Linked DNA regions of Ovis aries: region 2 is linked to region 1. The links are chromatin contacts, called in public Hi-C maps. All regions are on one chromosome and are shown on one strand. Each heading gives the region's core, a stretch centred on a gene start, on an enhancer-like site or on the middle of the called end of the contact. The rest is flanking DNA. Distances are from core to core; before and after follow the strand shown. Region 1 holds the start of TBR1 (T-box brain transcription factor 1). Region 2 overlaps TANK (TRAF family member associated NFKB activator).

Region 1 (7,339 bases), core at 2,888-5,387:
GGACCCAGTTTCCTGATAAAGACAAAAATTTGACTGATGGCAGTTTTCAGAGATATTTCAACCTGTTTCTAACTTGATGTACATAAGTAATTGTTCTCATTAGTACTCATTCATTGGACAGTACCCTACCAGGGCCTCCAAAAAATGTGCAAAAAGTGTGGAGACAACATTTAATTCTGTCTCTCCCTTTGTGAAAATAGGGTAAAAATGTTTCTAAGGCTTCATTACAGGGGAGTTTACTTGGGGATTTAGAATTGAGACTTAGCCTCTGCTGAAGGTGGTATGAATAATATGATGAACCAAATTACTGTCCTATTTGAATAATCCTTGGCTTTCCTTGGTAGCCTAATGAAAAGTTGCTAGAAACTTAAGTGGAATTGGCTTAAACTCCTAGTATGTTTCACAGCCTCATTTTTGGTGGAATGAGAGGTGTTTGGAGTATTTCTTGATTGTCCTGTGGTTTCTTCTTTTAAAGACAGTGATGGTATATTTTATGTAGGACATGTAATATGTACTAATTGTTGGGATTATAACAGCCAACCATTTACAATTAAAATATAAGTTGAAGTTAGTAGAAGTTTTCCTTTTGCCTGCTTTAAACTTGTGTGCAAGCTGGGTTTTTTTTAATACATGATTTTCCCCCATACATAGATAAGGTTCTGTGACTTTTCTCACAGATACTGTTCATGAGAGCTAGTAAAGATTTTTTTGGTACAATATGCCCTCAGAAGAAGGTCTCAGTAATCGAAGGGCTGTTCTCAACATTCCATTTGAAACTTTTTTTTCTTTCACTTTGGTCCCCTGAAAAATAGCTCCTCACAATAAAATGACTGAGAAGGCTTATACAAGGCCTGCCTTTTGTTCTTGCTTGATCACCTCATCTTCCTGGACTTCACACAGTCACATACCACGTTCTCCCACTTGGTTCATGCTGGAGACATTCCCAATTTCAAAACCTTACCAAAATCCCTTCTAGCAAAAAACCTAGATTTTTATAGATTTGAAGCCCATCAAAAGGAGGATGCCCAAAGAAGAGGCTCTGTGAACACCTTTGTCTTGGAGTGCACAGCTATTTTAGCTAGCGGCAGCGGCCTGATAGCCTAGGCGGGCATTCAAGCAACTTATTTAACCACAAGCTCTATAAGCCACTTCAGATGTGTGTGTTTACCTGAGTGCTTATATGAGCACATTTATTGATTTTGCTGCACTAGAACCAAAACTTGCCTCAGATGTCCTGCTTTCCTCTTAGACTAGTACGGGGGCATGGAAAACTCCAGCCTCACTATTCAGTGTGATCTGCTTGGACAAGGAGCACCTGGGTCTTCTGGGAGCTCACCATACATACAGACCTACTGAATCAGAATCCAGAATCCTGGTGAGGGTCATATGCACTTTTAAAGTTTGGGAAGCCCAGCTCTACAGAAGTATGAGTCAAGAGCAGATGTGCTGATCCTGAGAAAAACCTTAGTTTTCCTTCTTGAGGATGCATATTAAAGGCATAAACCTGTATTGAGGAATCACTGAATGCAGTCCTGATGATCTGAGTGAGTGTTCCTGTTCATCTTCTAATCCAATGCCTTAAAAACTGAGGAAGGTGCACTCTCCCTCTTCTGAACTTTAACATGTCATTTTAGCATTCTTCATTTTTTAAAAAACCCAACTCAGGGTACTAGGAATAAAAAAACCTGACAAAGAGCCCAGGTAGTTTCTCCTTTTTTGCTACACACTTAAGGCTGTCCCACTGAGGGAGTGGGAGGTGGGCAACCTTGGAAACCGTGGAAAGGCATTCAGGGACAAAGAAGTTAATGAAAGCAACAGTAGGCCAAACAGGGCAAAAGGCTCTCAGGAGAAATGGCGATAGAGGTAAGAGGAAAAAAAAGCATCAATAATGTCATTGCCACGGTCCCTTCCCCCACCTCCCAACACCTTAGTAATTAAGCCCCTGCTTGTTTCTGAGGCTTTTTGAAGGAAAATGGGGTCTGGCTGTATTTTTCTCCCAGAAAACTATCTCGGCTTGAGTCTGGGACATCTGGTCATCAACCCTTCCAGCCCTGGGCCGCCCGCGTCGGATCTTGCTTGCAGCGCGGTGGTGGAGGCCACAGCTGATGCCCTCTGCGGCCGAGGCGCCCGAACCGCCAGCCGGGCGCAGTCCGCGCTGGACGCTGACCGCTGGGCCCACCCAGGCGGCGCTCTCCAAATGCGCCCGCGTAGGCACAGGTCGAGTCTGGCAACCCCCCTCGCTATCAAGCGCAGGACCCACCCAGTGTCCCGGGCGTCCTTTCCCTCTGGGAGCGGCGGGGGCGAGGGGAAGGCAGTTACACTCTCGGAGGAAGGCACGAGCTCCGCCGGGCGGAGGCGCCCAGGCCAAGCCTCCGGCACGGAAAGAGTGTGTCCCCCTGGGTTACGCGCCAGCCTCCGCGCTCCCTGGGTATCCGGGCGGCTCCCCCTCGTGATCGCCCGGGTGCTGGGGAGCCTACTCTCGGGCCGCTTAGAGACCTTAGACAATGGAGCCGAGCAAGGCGGCTGGCCTAGGGCCGAGCACCGAGCGCGGGGGTGGCTTCTCCCGCCGCCGGCTCCCGCGGTGCCCCGCCTGGAGCCGGCCCGCCAGCCAGCTCGCGGGACCGAGCCGAGCTCCGGCGCTGCGCTCCTCCTGGTTTCCGCGCGGCTCGGCCGTCCCAGGAAAGCCACAGGAGGGCGGGCTGGCTGGTGCCCGCCACGCGAAGCAGTTTTGGGCGGTGAACCCTCTGCTGCTCTTGGCTCTCTGGTTCGGGCGGAGACTGAGTTGCTCCGTGGAACCAGTACCATGAGATCTCTTCTTACACCTCGGGGTTGCTTTGGGCCTCGTGCTATCTATTTGTGCCAACATCCTTTTAAACTGGTTCTTTTCTCTATCCCTCTTTAAATTCTTTCTCATTTTAAAATTATTGGCATGGATTCTTTTTCTCCCCTCCAGATTATATAAACATTACACACACACACACACACACACACACACACACACACACACGAGTCTTCCATAAAGATCACTGCGTTGACACCACTTCCACTCTGTCTCCCCAGATCAGCGCTTCTAGCGAACCCATTTGCGCGAGGACTCGGCTCTTTCTTTTCCTGGCGAGGCTTTTGAACCTGTCGCCAAGGCCGTACCTCGGAGAGAAGGAAGTGCAGTGGGACGTGAGGGATGCATGGCGCCTGCCCCCAGTTAGATGCTCTTCAGATAATCTGCGACCAAGCTCGCTGATTAAATATTTAGGAAAGACCTCGTAAACATCACTGCAAATACATTAAGGCACTTCAACCCGACAGCTTATGATTATTTCAAAACTTAAAAAGGAGATCATTGATTGTCACTGTTTCTGTGCTCAACCAAGAAACCGAATCTTCCCGAGGTGGGTGGATGGGGTGGCTGAATTGCTTTTCTCCCCCACGACTCCCCCTTCCCGCTCACTTTCATGGCTGTGGCGCTCAGTAGCAGTGATTTATTTATTTCTGTATGGAGTTAAAAGGGTGTGCGTTGGTGGGGGTGTTCGTTGAGGACACGCAGGACCTGATCACAAAGGACTGGCTCAGGTGTCTTGTGCTTCTGTATTAACTGGAAAAGACAGACTCTGGAACTTTTACAGGGCGAGAAGAGGCCACCGGCTCGCGCTTTGTATACTTTGCACTTGAAATCGTTACATTCAACTGAATATTTGGCTCATTCAGATCCGAAAAGTCTCCTAGCATCGTCGAATTCCCTCCTCCGCCCCTCAGCTCCAAAGGAGGGGGAGGGGGAAGGTAGGAAATGTTTAGTAAATTGCACATCTTTGAATCTTCCTAAAGCAGTGGTCACAAAGCTTAAAGGTGACACAACAGCGCTCACGTAAAACCAACACACATTCCCCACCCCCCTAAACCAACAATAAAATCATCCCCTTCAATTTGCCATGATCGCTGCGACCAGGAGCCAGGTGATTATCCTAATTAATGTCTATCTAATTAAATTACTGTCAGCAGTTAACCAATGGCAGGAGCCGTTTCATCGGCTGCACAAGCAGCAAGATCAAAAGTGAGCCTTTTCTGATTGCTGCATAGTGTCAATTGGCCAATCTCTTCTCCCAGGGGAAAAAAAAAAGTAAATCAAACCTTTGAGAAGCATTTGCTGGTTGAAGTGCTTTCTGTCTAGTGAGGGGGTCTGTGGATTTCTAGTTTATGATAAATAGGACTTTAAAAACCAGGGACAGGAGGGCGAGTGTTCAGGTTCTAGAGCTATGCAGCTGGAGCACTGCCTTTCTCCTTCTATCATGCTCTCCAAGAAATTTCTCAATGTGAGCAGCAGCTACCCACATTCAGGCGGATCTGAGCTTGTCTTGCACGATCATCCCATTATCTCGACCACTGACAACCTGGAGAGAAGTTCACCTTTGAAAAAAATTACCAGGGGGATGACGAATCAGTCAGATACAGACAATTTTCCTGACTCCAAGGACTCACCAGGGGACGTCCAGAGAAGTAAACTCTCTCCTGTCTTGGACGGGGTCTCTGAGCTTCGTCACAGTTTCGATGGCTCTGCTGCAGATCGCTACCTCCTCTCTCAGTCCAGCCAGCCACAGTCTGCGGCCACTGCTCCCAGTGCCATGTTCCCGTACCCCGGCCAGCACGGACCGGCTCACCCCGCCTTCTCCATCGGCAGCCCCAGCCGCTACATGGCCCACCACCCGGTCATCACCAACGGAGCCTACAACAGCCTCCTGTCCAACTCCTCACCGCAGGGCTACCCCACCGCCGGCTACCCCTACCCGCAGCAGTACGGCCACTCCTACCAAGGAGCCCCGTTCTACCAGTTCTCCTCCACACAGCCCGGGCTGGTGCCTGGCAAAGCGCAGGTGTACCTGTGCAACAGGCCCCTTTGGCTGAAATTTCACCGGCACCAAACGGAGATGATCATCACCAAACAGGGAAGGTAATGCTACATTCTTGGCTGCCGCTGCTCCAGGCGCGGCCGGGGGGCATGTGTACCCGGGCTGTGACCGCCGCGGCAGCGAGGATTTGGGGTCGGGAGCGGAGTGGAAGGCGCTCCGGCGCGTCCTAGAGTTGGCTGGTGTTGGAAAAACGGAAAGTGGAAGGTATAACCACTGCGGTGATGTCGGGGAGCGGGGCGGGGGGGGTGGGGGTTCCCGCTCTAGAAAGGTGGTCGGAGAGCCAGTCAGTGGCCGGAGAAAGGAGAGAGAGAGAGGGGGAGAGTCCTGGCCTGTGGCCGGAAGATGGGAGGGAGGCATCAATGCCCGATACACCGACAGGTGGAGATTCGGGTCGCCAACCTCGCTTTCTACCTGGGCAGTGATACCTGCCGACTTCCCATTCCAGTTCATCCGCCGATCTCCCAGACTTCAGTCCCTCTTCTTTTTCTCCCCCACCACCCTATTTCCAATCCAGCAAACGTTCGCTCATCGATGCTGAGAAAATAAGTTTTGCTTTGCTATCTGGCGCCGCGCTTCTTGCATTTAATCTTTAACATTTATGTTTTTTTTTTTTTTTCCCCTTGTTGTCTCCCCCCTCCCTAATTTAAATAGGCGCATGTTTCCTTTTTTAAGTTTTAACATTTCTGGTCTCGATCCCACGGCTCATTACAATATTTTTGTGGATGTGATTTTGGCGGATCCCAATCACTGGAGGTTTCAAGGAGGCAAATGGGTTCCTTGCGGCAAAGCGGACACCAATGTGCAAGGCAAGTCCTTCCAATTAACACGTCTTCCTGACACTTATTTAGGTGAGAATGATTAATTAAAGCCTTTGTGGACTGGCTCGAGCGACTTTTAAAACGATCGGCCAATGACTTCTAAAAGGAAACTAGGAGGATAGGGGGAGAGACTCAGCGACGAGAAGGGGGAGGATTATGCAAAAGCTATTTTAATCATTCCCAGTTAATAGGAAGAAAGCGCGGCCTTAAAAAAGCCCCAGCTAACGGGCCTTACAGTGGAATAAGGGGTGTGTGTCTGTGTGTGTGTGTGTCTGTCCTACGTGGTGAGGAGTTGGGACTGGGCAGTGCCGCGGGCACATGTAAACAACTTGTCTCTTTCTCTAGGAAATCGGGTCTATATGCACCCGGATTCCCCCAACACGGGGGCTCACTGGATGCGTCAAGAAATCTCTTTTGGAAAATTAAAACTTACAAACAACAAAGGAGCGTCAAACAACAATGGGCAGGTCAGTGGCTCAAGCGCTCATTTCTCTCTCTCACACACACACACTCACTTATACACACTCGTTCCTGCCTAAGATCCAGTTCATCACTTTAACATGAGGAACGACACATGTGTCTTTGCTTCATTAAAAAGACTTTTTAAAAATTCTATTTCCGTCCTCCCAAATTATATTAAGCTACAAAGTTGTTCTTGTCCCCCCTGCCCCCCTCCCTCGCCCAATTATCGAGTTCCCAACCTTCACAAGTACAAATATTTGGTTGATTTTGAGAAGGAAACGCGCAGAATCTGCAGGTTGTGAAAATCTTTGTTGCTCCTTAAAGGAGATCTGGGAGAAGGGCCCTGAGAATTGGGCGGTCGGGTTCGGTTTTCCTCTGGTGCTCGGGCGTTGCGTGCTCCGGCGAAACGGGGGCAGGTCTGCTTCCGCCAGCCAGTCACCAGCTGGGCGAGGCCCGCGGTCAGTTTCCCGGGGCGGCGGGCTCCTGGCAGACTCCACACGGCCCGCGGCTCACAGCCCCGTGCGGGCAGACCGCACTAACGTGCCGCCGGGCGCTTCCCTTTCTTCCCGCCGGACAGATGGTGGTTTTGCAGTCCTTGCACAAGTACCAGCCCCGCCTGCATGTAGTGGAAGTGAACGAGGACGGCACAGAGGACACCAGCCAGCCCGGGCGCGTGCAGACGTTCACTTTTCCCGAGACTCAGTTCATCGCCGTCACTGCCTACCAGAACACCGATGTAAGGAGGCCTGGGGGCTGGGCGCGCGGCGGGCGGCGCAGGCTTCCCGCGGCCCGCGGCGGTACCGGGGGCCATCCCCGGCTCGGGCACCAACAGCCGCCACAGCTGGCTCTGCTGTACCTTTTAAGAGTAGGGCTAGGGGCCTGCTGGGCACCTTCCCTGTATACCTAACCGGTCGGAAAACTCTGCTTATTCGTCTCCGACGCGGGTCACCGGGCCACCTTCAAGGTGACCAGGATTTCTAGAGCCTCTTGGGAATTTTGATTTAATTTTCAAACATCAGTTTCTGGGTGATCGAAAGAAATGCACATTCATGATTTTAAAACTAAAATAAATCAAATTACTGGGGACTATGGAGTGAGCTTCCTAGCACTCATTTGCAAGTTTGCAAAAACTTTTTTTTACTACTGTTGATTTGACTA
Region 2 (7,339 bases), core at 3,424-5,923, 170 kb before region 1:
AATGTTATAAGCCCTCTGTACTGATACTTGAATGTATCTGGGTGCTTAGACAGACTTTGTATATTTACACCAACTGTACACAGCTGTCCAGTAAAATGTTTATAAGAAGACAGTGATGACGTAAAACCCAAATGCTTCAGTTAGTAATATACTGTTTACGTAATGATTGGTTAACCAGGATGAAAGAGATTGGTTAAGGGAATGAAAACTAACACTGTGTCAAGAGTTGGATTAGGTTGTTATTTTAAAAGCAAATTAGTAATAGGAGCACAAAGGGGTCTCTTTAAGTTGGCTTTTTGAGGTGATTTTCCTCAAAGTGCCAGAGTTTAGATGTTTTAAGATAAGAAAGCAAATTTTAGAAATAATTTGGCTTATAGCATTTCAGGAAAATAAGATATTCTAGTCAACAAACATTTACAGAACACCTACTCTTGAACTAGATGCTTTCTCTTGCCCTTCTAAGTATTTTTTGTAATAGTAAATGCAGTTAAGGGTATGTATGTGCTGCTTATTATACTGGAGGTAGTGCTGTTGAATTATGCTTTTCCATAATTTAATTGGGCAACTGTTGACAGGCTTCACTTTATTTAGCCACAAAAAAGGGTAAGAAGGCCAAAGTATGCACTGTATAACAGAAGCAAAATAAGAAGTCAGCAGAATGCACCCAATGTTGGATTTTGTTGAATGATTAAATATTTGAGGTTTCAAAAGAGAATTGATCAATAGAATTCATTTCATACTTAAAAAATTATTTTCAAAAATTAAAGTACTTATTTCTATGATTTATTCATTGTGGATTTGCTGGTAAATAGTAGTAAAATTCAAATTACTCTTGATCAAAATGCATGTTCACACACATCAGGTCTAGTGTGTTGTGTATTAATAAAGGTCCTATATCTGAAAGTTCCCAATTAAAATTAAAAAGATAGATTTTAATTTTTTTAAAGTCTCAGTATTGACTGTTGCTTCAGAACTGTTATCACTGTGATAATGGGTATTAAAACATGCTTGTGTTAAAACTGGAAGCTTTTTAGTTTGTGAAGATAAAGTGTGTGAATGTGTATTTTAAGTGATTCTTTAAGTTAAGCTATACCCTTTATGAAAAAGAATTGAGTCATGTCCTCATGCTAATTCTATGAAAGGTAATTTGCTTTCATATTAGGGAATTTCATATATATGTATATATCCCATTCAAAAAATTTGAATTAGAAATTCAGTGCAAGTTGATTTTAAATACAAATAACAGAAGATGTTTTTATTTGTTTCCTGCAGCCCATTTGGAAGCCCTTTCCTAATCAAGACAGTGACTTATTGGTACTAAGTGGCACAGGCTCCGAACTACGTATACCTCGCGTATGTGAATTCTGTCAAGCAGTTTTCCCACCATCCATTACATCCAGGGGGGATTTCCTCCGGCATCTTAATTCACACTTTAATGGGGAGACTTAAGATGCATTTGAAAACAGACATGTCAAGTTCTACGTGATGATTTTGGGTTTGTAATATTATATATTAATACTTGATTGCAAACTTAGCTCAAGATCATTTACTGAAAAATCCAGTCACTGCTATTTGAATTTCTAAACTTAATATTGTAACTGTCTTTTATTGCCTTTTAAAAGATTGTTTTGTACAAAGCTATAATTCATTGTATTCATGTTTACAGTGTTTATTATATATGGGATTATGCAATTGTGTAACAATAATTTATGTTTTTTCAAATGTCTAAGCTTATTGCTTGGGTTTCTAGTTAGAACTATTGAATGTGGTGAAGTCAGATGTTTATAGGGTTTTTAAAATTTGTTTTCATTTTAAAATTTAGATTATTTATGCATTGGGTGTTCTTTTTGAATAAACCTATAATAGAGAATAGCAGACAAGATAAATATCTGAGTAAATACCAAACTTAAGACATTTGTTGCTCAGTGATAAAAATCACTGTTGGGATTATTTAAAACCTTTAGTGTTTTTTTTTTTTCTTTAATAAAAGACATAGGTTTAATTTTTTCTGTATGTATAGCTACATGATGAAGTTAGTTAAATATTAAGAGTTACTTATGTTGTGATAGTTAATGTGTTCTTTGTTCCTGAATAAAAAAATAAATCACATTTGGGGGAAATTCATAAAATTCATGTTTCTTTCCAGTAATCTGAAAGAAGGGTAATACCAGATCTGGTGACATTTTATTACAACTAATAGATCACTTTGAAATTTAAAATTATTTTTCAGGGTAAACTTTCTAAAGGAACACATTTGTCTTTAATGGGAGCAAATCTAAAACCTTGTAAGGATTATTCATATTTACTAATTTACATTAGAAATATCCACATTCTTGTTGAGAAATTGTTAATTCATTGTTAGCAGCCTGATTGATGGCCAGTGAAGGATATTAAAGAGAGGGGATACCAAATTCAGAAGACTGCAGAATTCTGTTTAAAATGAGACTTCCCTATGATTCTTGTCATTTAGGTTTCTCTTCCCTCCCCCACCCCACTCTCAATTTTTTTTAATGTTTGAGGCATGGCTTCTCTTTTATGAAGTAAACACTGATTTGCAACTCTCAAAACAGAAATTTAGGCCTTCTTGGGAGCAAGTGTTTTAGAAAGCTGGAGAGAGGGTTTCTGATAAGGGGTTGGGGCAGTTTGTTCATATTTCACCTGTGCCACGGTGAAGGGCCTTAGCTTGTGGAAGAATGAGAGTGGTGCCTCGACTTCTTAGGGTGCCAAGCACATCACATTGACATCTTCCTCACCAAGGTGACAGTGATTATTAGGCATTCACTGTGAAGGGTTCTGAGGCATGTACATCTTTCTTTCATTGCCACTGGAGCTGAATGGAAATGCCTAGACAATTATCCAAGTCTCTTCCCTTCCCCCCTACCTCCCGCCCACCCAACCTCCCCTCTCACTCCTCCCACACACACGCAAAATTAAAAAAAAAAACTTCCCAACGTATTCCAGCCAGAATATACTACTGCATCTATCTAGTGAAAGGGGATTCTTTTTCCTTCTCTTTTCCTAGGTGAGCAAGTGTTCCTCTCTCACAGTTGACATCTACTAGCCTATTGACAATGGAAGGAGATTATGGCCCAGAAAGGGACTCAGTGTATCACTGACTCCTCCGGTCCACCCTTTTCCCACCTTCATCACTGCTAGAAAGCGGGGAGCTCTTGTTTTCTGCTAGGTTCCAGTGCTACCCCAAGCTCCAACTTGTAAGGGCCAGAGGCCCTCCCGGGCCAAGGGACAGGCCGCCTGGAAACCCAGGCTCCAAGCCCGCACTGCAGAGGTGGCGCTGTCTGCAGCCTGATAAGTGGAGCGGGCACCCACCGGGTTTCCTCTCTTAATCCTGAGTCGTGTAGGGGCTGCCTCTTGGCATCTGCTACGCGTGGCCGGGTAAGAACAGCTCCCAGGTAAAAAAGCTTCACACGCGAAACGCTGAGTCTGAAAAAACCACCCCCGCCGAGGCGAGGCAGTTGTGAGCGGGATGCCTGAGAAGTGGGAGGTGAATGTCCTCGGGAGGGCCCCCGTCCCCCACCTCACCAGCCCCCCCCCCCCCCCAACCCGTGCAGCTTTCCCTGGAGGCTGAGGCTGCTGCCAGCGGGGACATCTGCTTTCTTACACTCCAGCCTGGCTCACCCCGCCCCCTCAGCCCCGGGTTGCGTGGTTATTTTACCAACACCGGGGGAGGGAGAGTTCGAGGAGGTAGAAAAAGGGTGGATCGAAGCTCGGGAGATGTTCTTCCCCCTCCCCACGCCCCCTCCTTTTTTCTTCACATCTTTTAACCTTCAAGGTAAAGACTTTATAAATATGAAACGATCAGCGTGTCCTGGCTCCCAGGCCCGCCTTCTGCTCGCGGGGCTCTCGGGTGCGGGGCCTTGCCCTCCTCTCCAGCCTCCCCGGAGGTGGCCCGGGTTTCGGCGGCCTTGCCGCGCGCAGGGGCCGGCCGGGTGCGCTCAGCCTGTGGCGACTTTTCTCCCGGGCTGCTGCCTCGACAGCTGCTTGTAGCTACAGTAATTAGACTGTCAGTGCTTGTTAAGAGGAGAGAGGGGGAAACACGCTTCTGACAGCAGATTCCGAGACTCCCCAGTTTGTTAATTTCTAAGAGATCTTTAAAGCATTAATTGAGGTCTCCCCAACTCTCCCCTCCCGTCCCTCTCCCCAACTCCTCCCTTCCCAAAAATATCTTTAGGGAAAGAGAATTCTCTCCGCGTGGAAGCAGTGTTTTCCGCAAAACTGCCAGCCCGCCCCCGACTCACGCACACGCACACTATTTTACATATACATCTATATGCACACATGTATACGCAGAAGGTTAACTCGGCACAGGCCTCGTCCAAATAGGAACCAGGATTGCATTTAAAATAATAATAATAAATAAGTAAATAAATAAACTAGGAAGGAAAGGGGGGAAGGGAAGCAGAAGTCGGGAAGAAAAGAGAAAAGCAGCAGGCTGATTACGAGGTGTCAAAACTGCCAGGAGCAAGAAGGTGATAGCAATCAGGGGTGAGAAGAGTGCGGCATTCGTGCGGGGCAACTAATTATCCGTCTCATTTGAGAAGAGCAGCATTTGAGGCAGCAGCGTTCGCCTGCTGAACGGTGACAGATTGGCGCGGAGGAGAGGGGAGGTGTTAAAACAATGGAGCCGGGCGCGCGAGCGCTGCTGCATGCTAATCAGCCCTCCCTCCGCCTGCCTGCCGCGCTCCCTCCTTCCTCCCAGCCTCCCTCCTCCGCGCTCCCCCTCCCGCCTGCGGCGCTCCCTCCTTTCCAGCGGGCCCGCCGCCGCCGCCACCCGCTTCCTGCTCCCTCGCTTTCCCGCGCGTCCTTCCCGCCGCTGGCGAGTGGAGCCCGGGCCGGGCCGCCGTGCCCCTACGCGGCCCAGGAGCCTCCACGCTGTTCCCCGCGGGCGCCCTCCCGGGCCCGGGCCGCACGCGAGCGCTGCCCTGCGCGGGGCTCCGAGGGCCGGCCCGCTCCCCGCGCGCCACTTCGGGAGAGTGGGTCTCGGAGGAGAGGCCGGGGAACCTGCCTTCTGCGGTGGACAGCGAGTGGGAAAGACAAGCGAAGTCAAGTAGGGCGAGGGGCAGCCTGGGCTGGGAAAACAGTCGGGGCCAGGAAGGCGGAAAAGTTTCCCCGGACCGACGGCAGGCCCCTCGACGCGGCCCTGGAGCCGCCCCCAACCCCTGAGCAGAGTCTCCCCCGGGTAGAGTCTCCCCCGCGGTCGACCTCCCCTCGCCAGCCCGGCCAGAACTAAACGGACATGGTTGAATATGCACCTCTGCGAGGAAAGCAAATAAAGGGCCTGAGCGTTAGTTGTGCTGCCTAAGGCTTGACCTCCTGACCCCAAGGCCCGGCTTAGGGGCCTCCGGACCCCTAGAGATACACTATTCCATTGTTGCCGGGGAAAGAACGCCTTTAAGAAACCGTCCCCCGCCCTCCGCCGCAGTGACCAGAGGCCGGAGGGGTCCGGGCCATCTCTCAGCACAGCTCCCCGCCGGCGCTCTGGCCTCGGGGAAGCTGGTCGAAACCGCAGGGCCGTGCCTGCCCCTGGACGGAGACCACCGGAACCTTTCTGATGGAAAAGGTCGCCTTAGACCTGTTGAGGCTGGCCTGGGACCTGAGTTTCTTCCTACTTTTTAAATTTAAAAGCCCATTGTTGAGCTTTAAGCTTTTGCCCAAAATACACTTTTATTCGTACGTTTTTGCTATTACAGATTTACATAAACTACCCTTAGAGATTGAAACACATTGAAACACTGACGTTCTTAAGTAGGTTAAGCGAAACGCAGCTACGGAGAACTGACAGGTATTTAGATTTGAAGGAGAATGCAATTCCTTTCTAACGAGTTCTGTAACTACTTAGCTAACCAGGTGTCTAAATTAACATAAAATACTTTCTTCCCCCAGTCATAAATGGAAAAGGAAAACAGTTGAAAGATAATCCATACAGTATAATTTTTGTTCTGCTGAACTTTACCACTGCATAACTTTACACACACAATTGTTTGTTTAAAAAATCAACATAAAATGTGAAAGTTTGAAAAAATTGTCATATATATATATACATGAGCGTTTATAGTATTCTCTCTACCCTTCTCTATTTGTAATGTTTCATTTAAAAAGTACAACACAAAAAATAAAATGACCTGAGTAAATTTTGATATTATTGATCTTCATCCCTGATCTAGTCCTATGAAAAACTACACGAACACACAGAATGAATAATTTTTCCTTTTAGAATGTGCCCAGGCATACCAATACAATAGCTGAAAGCAGAATTGTTAGAATCTATCCAAATTATACAGAATGTTTAAAAGTTTTAAAATTGAGATTTCTTAAAAGACTCATATAAAGAATTGTGTGTAGATAAATGTTAATGCTTTTTTGTTTCCACTCTGAAAACCACTAAGCAGGCCTCTCTGCCCTTAGTACATCACGGACTTTTTAGTCCTACAGTATTATCTGGCATTTAGAAAATTCCCTGGCATCTGAATCTGTTAAAATAGCAACCTATCTAACAGAGAAAAAAAATAATAACCTTACATTTCTTAATGTAAACTTGGAAATTCAGATGCTCCATCAGTATCAAAATTAAGCAGTTTATTAACTATTCATCAGCCTTTTCTTCATTAACTAGCTCTGTGTAAGCCAAGAGTCTCTCTCTGATGCAGTAAACCTTTAGAGTTAAAATATTTAGTTCAATTCTATGTTGTGTTATGTATTTCTAATACATAATCAAATTCTTTACTAACAACTTGGTTATTGTGGATTTACTGTAATTTCTTCTCAGTCTATATACTTTGCAAGTTTGCATGATTGTTTTAATGGTGTATTTGCAGATAAGTTTTTATTTGCACATAAGGACAAAAAGGTGAAGTGAAATTTGGTCCCAATGGAAACCTGTTAGGTTCCCTGAACATATGGCTCATTGGGCTGTTACTTCCTTTTTGAGATCATTTTCCAAGATTTTTTAATATATACATCAACTTGACACCAGTTATAAAGAAAATATATTGACTTTGTAGATGCCTCCACCTGGGGAACATCTCTCAAAAACAAACCATGCAGTCAGGTGCACCTTTAAATGTACAGGTGTCCAGTCTCAAGAACAGGGCATCATTTGAAATTAGTCAGAACCGACAGTTGATTTTACACTGTCTTTGAAATTAGGTAGTTCTTTGGATTCTTAGAATGCCACATGACTTGATTAATACAATTAGGGGTGACTACTTAAAACTACTTTTTTACAGAAAGCTGTGCATTTGGAATCTACAGTATTACAATGATTTCTCTCAGTAAATACAAGTGATGCAAGTCTCATTTATTGAAAGTGTGTGGTGCCAGC

The links. A called contact is a pair of places that touch in the nucleus more often than the background predicts.
Region 2: a contact with region 1 is called in a Hi-C map of liver, with 2.5 times the contacts expected there. The contact joins the enhancer-like site here to the promoter of TBR1 in region 1. A contact is called at or near these places in 3 of 16 Hi-C or Micro-C datasets (liver and tail adipose tissue).

What each region holds. Positions count from the first base shown.
Region 1 is chr2:148,369,644-148,376,982 of ARS-UI_Ramb_v3.0, reverse strand. TBR1 (T-box brain transcription factor 1) reads left to right here and starts at 4,137. Exons shown (of 6, transcript XM_027964904.3): 1 at 4,137-4,942; 2 at 5,553-5,707; 3 at 6,065-6,186; 4 at 6,759-6,917. The coding sequence starts at 4,251.
Region 2 is chr2:148,536,940-148,544,278 of ARS-UI_Ramb_v3.0, reverse strand. It overlaps TANK (TRAF family member associated NFKB activator), which reads left to right. Exons shown (of 8, transcript XM_012135846.4): 8 at 1,273-2,129. The coding sequence ends at 1,449. Among named protein-coding and RNA genes, the nearest start is that of TRNAL-CAA, 39 kb to the right of the region's middle. Within about 2 kb of position 4,673, at least 21 of the 54 cell types and tissues checked have an H3K27ac peak or open chromatin away from gene starts, as enhancers often do. A contact at or near this core is called in liver, where this site is marked.